Regions from separate parts of the Mus musculus genome. Here region 1 is linked to region 2. Evidence: chromatin contacts called from public Hi-C data. All regions are on one chromosome and are shown on one strand. The core of a region is the stretch at or near the end of the contact, and the rest is flanking DNA. Distances in the headings are between cores, read along the strand shown.

What was found. A called contact is a pair of places that touch in the nucleus more often than the background predicts.
Region 1: a contact with region 2 is called in a Hi-C map of the G1E-ER4 cell line, with 2.3 times the contacts expected there. The contact joins the enhancer-like site here to the promoter of Pkd1l2 in region 2. A contact is called at or near these places in 13 of 39 promoter capture datasets (the 3T3-L1 cell line, 3T3-L1-derived adipocytes, the HPC-7 cell line and 7 more), 2 of 15 datasets of contacts at CTCF or cohesin (large pre-B cells and pro-B cells), 16 of 484 Hi-C or Micro-C datasets (B cells, ECoMG-derived neutrophils, the G1E-ER4 cell line and 10 more), 2 of 115 datasets of contacts at active chromatin or transcription factors (the HPC-7 cell line and embryonic stem cells) and 3 of 9 other capture datasets (adipose tissue, embryonic stem cells and pancreatic islet).

What each region holds. Positions count from the first base shown.
Region 1 is chr8:117,196,832-117,199,632 of GRCm38.p6, forward strand. All of the region lies in intron 9 of Gan (giant axonal neuropathy), which reads left to right. Among named protein-coding and RNA genes, the nearest start is that of Gan, 40 kb to the left of the region's middle. Within about 2 kb of position 1,445, at least 141 of the 459 cell types and tissues checked have an H3K27ac peak or open chromatin away from gene starts, as enhancers often do. A contact at or near this core is called in B cells, ECoMG-derived neutrophils, the G1E-ER4 cell line and 9 more, where this site is marked.
Region 2 is chr8:117,081,136-117,084,163 of GRCm38.p6, forward strand. Pkd1l2 (polycystic kidney disease 1 like 2) reads right to left here and starts at 1,314. Exons shown (of 43, transcript NM_029686.4): 1 at 1,020-1,314; 2 at 189-353. The coding sequence starts at 1,314.

The sequences.
Region 1 (2,801 bases), core at 195-2,694, 120 kb after region 2:
GAGCACGTGACATTGGGCGTATGGTGTTAGAGGGTTAGAGTCTGTGAGGCTGGAGCAAAGGCGTGGCAGTAGGAACAGCTAAGGGGTTACATCTTCATCCAAAAGGTGGAGGGAGGGAAGGAGGGGGGGAGGGAGGGAGGGGGTCAGAGGACTGGTAATGATGAGTCTCTTAGAACCACAAAGCCCACTCACTACCAGTGGCACACCTCCTCCGACAAGTACACACACACACACACACACACACACACACACACCCTGCAACCCTTCCCAAGCAGTTCCACCAACTAGGGACCAAGGATTCAAATATATGGGTTTATGGGGTTTATTCTCATTCAAACCACCATAGTGACTTAAGGAAACAACACGGAACCTGGAACTTAGCACATATCTGACGTTGTCCTGTTAGTGTAATGGCTGCTTTTTTGTTGTTGTTTTGTTTTGCATACAGAGTTTCTCTGTGTAATCCAGGCTATCTTGGAACTTGCTACATAGACCAGACTGACACTGAAACTCAGTGATCCACCTACTTCTGCCTGGGGTTAAAGGCTTGCACCACTACACCTGGCCATATGTAGCCTTTTATGACAGGGCCTGCATCTGCTTTTCCTGCTGCTGTCTGCCCAGAGGCTCTACACTGAGCCCTTAGCTAGCTCATCTCTAGGCTGCTTCTGCCTGAAATACCCCTCATTGCCCATCTAGTTAACTTGGCTGTTTCCAAAGCTGTCACTCTCCAGAGAAAGCCTTTGCTGTCCTCTTCCATGCTTACACACACACCTCAGACCCTGATCCCTAAGCTTCTGCACATAGGGCTGGCTTCCTAACTGCTAACTGAGTGTATACACGGCTCGGTCCCACGTGGTCCTCCAGTAGGAAACCTGACAGGCATCAGATGCTCAGTGCATCATGTGTCAATTGAGCTGGTGTCTGAGATATTAAAACACTGTCAGGATTCAATTGCCAGGACCGACCCCCAAAAGCGAAAGAAAGCGGAGTCCCACAGCCTGTCCTCTGACCTCCACACAGCTTGTCAGTGCATGCACACAGACACAAACACAACAGAGATACACAGAGACACTGACACACACACACAGACACACACATGTACAGATACAGAGACACTGACACACACATATACAGATACACAGACACACACATATACAGATACACAGGCACAGAGAGAGAGAGAGACAAGCACACAACACAGACACACACAGTAAATGAATAAATGTAAGAAGAACAACCTTTTTAAAAATGCCAGACAGGCCATGGCGTGAGCCTGTGGTAGGCACTGCCCCTCCCCTCCTCTCACACATTTTCGTAAGCACCAGGCAGTGTTCTCACTCCAGTGACGTATTCAGATCCCCAGGGGAGCCTGCTGCACAGTGTGGCCCTATGCACTTTATTACCAGATGGGGGTGCCATAAGATAGCGCCTCCTTTCCTGACTTTGAGATCGGCGAAGAATAAACAGACACAGTGTTAGACATGCCTGTGACTGTTGCCTGGTCTGTCACGTGTTTTCCCTCTCAGACACTTCAGACGAGTCTTTACTTCCCGTCATCAGAGGGAGATTGCCAGGGGAATTCAGTAGACAGAAAATGAGGAGGCAGCTTGGAAGGCATTTGCTGGGGGGTGGAGGGGATGTCAGGCTTCTTACTTCTCCTTTGAGAAGCCACAGTGGGGGAGGCTGCCTCCGTAGGAAATAGTGTATTCATCTCCTGCCCAGATGAGCGGGAGACAGTCTGTCCCGCCTGATTAACAAGCAGTAGCAGTGTGTTTGCCTTCTGATAAACTACTTTTTTGTGATGGCTGACTCCGTGCGTAGTCAGCGTGAGCTGCAACATGTCAGAGTCGTTTGCTTACCTTTCTTTTCCTTTTGTCTGCTGCCTTGGGTGGGATCAAGTCTGACTGTAACACTTCCCAGGCGTGCCGGGACACACTGTATTGTTAGAAGAACCTTGGGTTCCAGTCAGCCTGCTCAGAGTCCCTTCTGAGTAGGAGACCACAGCGCTGTGATGGGAAGGAGGGCGATGCTTTGTTTCTTATTCGTTTCTTTTTTTAAGATTTATTTATTATTATTATAGATAAGTACACTGTAGCTGACTTCAGACACACCAGAAGAGGGAGTCAGATCTCATTAGGATAGTTGTGAGCTACCATGTGGTTGCTGGGATTTGAACTCAGGACCTTCAGAAGAGCAGTCGGTGCTCTCACCGGCTGAGCCATCTCACCAACTGTGATTTGTTTCTATGTGTCTACTTTAACTCTTTCTTTTTCTGTTTCTGTTTCGAGGTCTCACTCTGTAGCCCTGACTGGCCTGGAACTCTATATAGTCTGGGCATGTCATGATCTCACAGAGATCTGCCTGCCTGCCTCTGACTCCCCACCATGCCGGACCTTATATTTATTTTTTATTACTTATTTATGTATGTGTGCGATATGTGGGAGATGATCAAGGGGGTCAAAAGAGGGTGTGAGATCCCTAGGAGCTGGAGTTGTGAGCACCAGACATGGATGCTAGGACCCGAACTTAGGTCTTCTTGAAAAGCAGCCAGCACTCTTTACCACTGAGCATGTCCCTGGCCCCATCCTTGTATTTAAAGGGGTTGGGGGAGGGGGGCCAGTCAGTAAAGTACTTGCTGCTCAAACCTTCGGGTCTTCATTCTGTCCCTGGTACCCTCAAGAAAGCCAGGTATGACATCGGCCTAGACCCGTGTGCAAGCACACCATCACACACGAATACATACATAAACACATGTGAATATAACATCATCACACATGAATACATACACAAACACACAA
Region 2 (3,028 bases), core at 64-2,563:
TTAGGGGAGAAAGAAAGAGCACAGGAAACCTGTAGAGATGGAGGGGATCCATAAAGAGAGATGGTTAGAGAGATGAAGACTGAGTGGGAAGAGGCAGACAGGCAGGAAGGGGAACAGGAAGGAAGGAAAGAAGATAGGCAGGGGGAGATAGAGGGGGCAGGGAGGAAGCCCCCACAGGACCAGCTCACCAAACTCGCAGACGAAGGCAAAGGTCTGTGTGCAATCCTCTAGGGCAGCCCACTGAGATGAAGGACCACTCCCGATGTAGCCGCAGCTCCCTGGGGCAGGTGTGGCCTGTCCTTCCTGCCAGTTGCTGTAGTTGACATTTGAGGTGTCCAGCCAGGTCCCAGAGCCTGAATGGAAGCAAGGGCAGCAGGGCTTGGCAGGGGTCCTCTCTTACCCTGCCTTACACAGAGTGTTTGACTGAACTCAGCTCCTCCTACGCCATAGGTGCTCAATCGATGGCTCTCTTTCCCCACACCAGAGAATGGGTGTGTCCTCACCATTAGTTTCATATGCTCAGACATAAACTGGACACCGTCTTGGAGCACCCATAAAAGGTGGTGCTACCTAGCCAGGAGTGACAGAAAGTAGAGCCCAGAGCATTCCATGATGCCCATGGGTAGATGACGCAGGGCATCTGCTCAAGCCATGTCTAGGCATGCGTGGAGTTCATTCTGAAGTGACTTGCATTGCTCCAGAAGTTTCTAGAGCCTGAGAAGGTGGTTGGAAGTGTTCAGGTGTGAGACTCGGCAACCTCCCGGGGAAGGTTTGCCCTCAGAATGTACGTACAGAGGCACTGCACCACAGAGAACATGAACTCCAGAACTAGAGAAATATAAGTGTGTTTTTAGACCACCCCCTCTGCTTGTTACTATACATGAATTATTTTAGCCAGTGCACCAAACAACTAATGGTCTCTTTGCCATGAAAATTAGAACATGTTAATTTGCCCCCTGGGGTTCTGAGTAAGAAGTAGTGATAAGAATTTTTATCAGACCCAGCTAAGCAGCACCTACCTCCCACAGTGCCATTGTGCCCCGAGCCTCCCGTGAGTCCGATCCACCATTCTCTGTCCTGGGTAATGTGCCTTTGCAGGAACTGCTGGGTGTCTTCATCGGGAATGAAGGCCAGATGGCCTCCGTGCCCTTCACACCAGCCCTGGGCGCCGGGGAAGGTGTGTTCCAGCGGCACAAACTCATAGCAAGCATCTCTGAAGAACACCTGGCTCCTTGAGCAGAGGCTGCCCCCTTCTGACTTAGCCACAGTGGCTCCACTGCTCAGTGCGAGCCCCAGGAACACCAAGCCTGCCATGGTCATCCTAGGACCACTGCCGGGGCTGCAGGGTGGAGATCGGCCCCCACTCCTTTATATGTTGCCATTCCCACAACCACCCACCATCCATCTTCCTTTCCAATTTTGCACCAAATAATAACTCTTGTTTATGGGACAAAATACACGGGGTGAATGTGTCTGTGTTTTGGTTTCACCCGGCAATTGTTCAAAGCCTGTCTGAAAAGCAATTCATGTTCAGATTTCTTGTAGAGGAAGATAAGGTTGCTATGATGCCTGTCTGACAGATTCTTTACTGTTCTTTTTTTCTTTTTGGGGGGAGCCATTACCTGAACGCCCAGTGTTTCTTCATGCGGGAGGTATGTGATACAACTCGCATAGAAGGTTAGTTATAGGATGGCACACATTCAGAGTGGTACCCTTATGCAGTCCTATTGTGTGGAAGGACATCTGCCCCCAGGTGATAACCGTCTTCCCGTCTCGTGGGACAGGCAGGTCCCCTTCCGACACATCATGTCATCATTTATGCTGACCGGAGGATAAAACATCCCTACAAGATTTATTTCATGTCATCAAATAACTTTTATAAACTATCCATCCTCAGCCATCACCCAGGCCGTCTGGAGTGTGGCCAGGATCTGTGGTAAAACGAAAAGCTCTTATCTTTGTACACAAGACTCTGTCTAGTCTGGCCCCGGACAAGATGTCAGTCCTTCCGGCCCACTTCTCCTCCTTCAGGGCTTAACTCAAAACTACTTCTTGAGACTGGGGAGATGACTCAGGGTAAAACACAAGCCACACAAGCCTGAGTTTGGTCCCCAGAACCCGGTAATAGTCCAGATGTGGTAGTGTGCGGATATAATCCCAGCACAGCAAGATTCTAGTAAGACATAACAAACAATCCTAAGGCAAGGTGGGAGGAAGGGACAAGCGTTCTGCAGGCTCTCTGCTGCCTCAGCTTCCTGCCGTAAAAAGATGTCATTACACCTCTACCTGTGTGTGTGTGAGTGTGTGTGTGTGTGTATGTCCCTGTGTGTCTGTGTTGTGTGTCTGTGTGTCTGTATCTCTGTGTGTGTCTGTGTGTATGTTTGTCTGTGTGTGTGTGTCTGTATGTATGTGTCTGTGTGTATGTCTGTGTCTCTGTGTGTGTCTGTGTCTGTATGTGTCTGTGTGTATGTCTGTGTGTGTGTGTCTGTATGTGTCTGTGTGTGTGTCTGTGTCTATGTGTGTGTGTGTGTGTGTGTGTCTGTGTCTCTGTGTATGTCTGTGTCTGTATATATCTGTGTTTGTGTGTGTATATGTGTGTGTCTGTGTCTATGTGTGTGTCTGTGTGCGTGTGTATCTGTGTCTATGTGTGTGTCTCTATATGTCTGTGTCTATGTGTGTGTCTCTGTATGTCTGTGTCTATGTGTGTGTGTGTGTGTGTGTGTGGCTCTGTGTATGTCTGTGTGTCTGTGTCTATGCATGTCTCGATGTGTGTCTGTGTGTGTGTGTCTGTGTGTGTGGAGAGGTCAGTCCCCCCTCTCCATGGGTTTCAAACTTCACTCCTCAGGCCTGAGCAGAGAACAGCTTGGATAAGTCAGTTCTCTCCCTTCCGCTGTGGGAGCCTTCACTCCCTGAATTGTCTCTCCAGCCTCCCGCTTCAGTTTCTGAGAGAGGCTCTCTCACTGAACTTGAAGCTCACTAGCCAGCTAGACTGACTGGCCAGTGATGAGCAGGAATCCTCCTGTCTCCC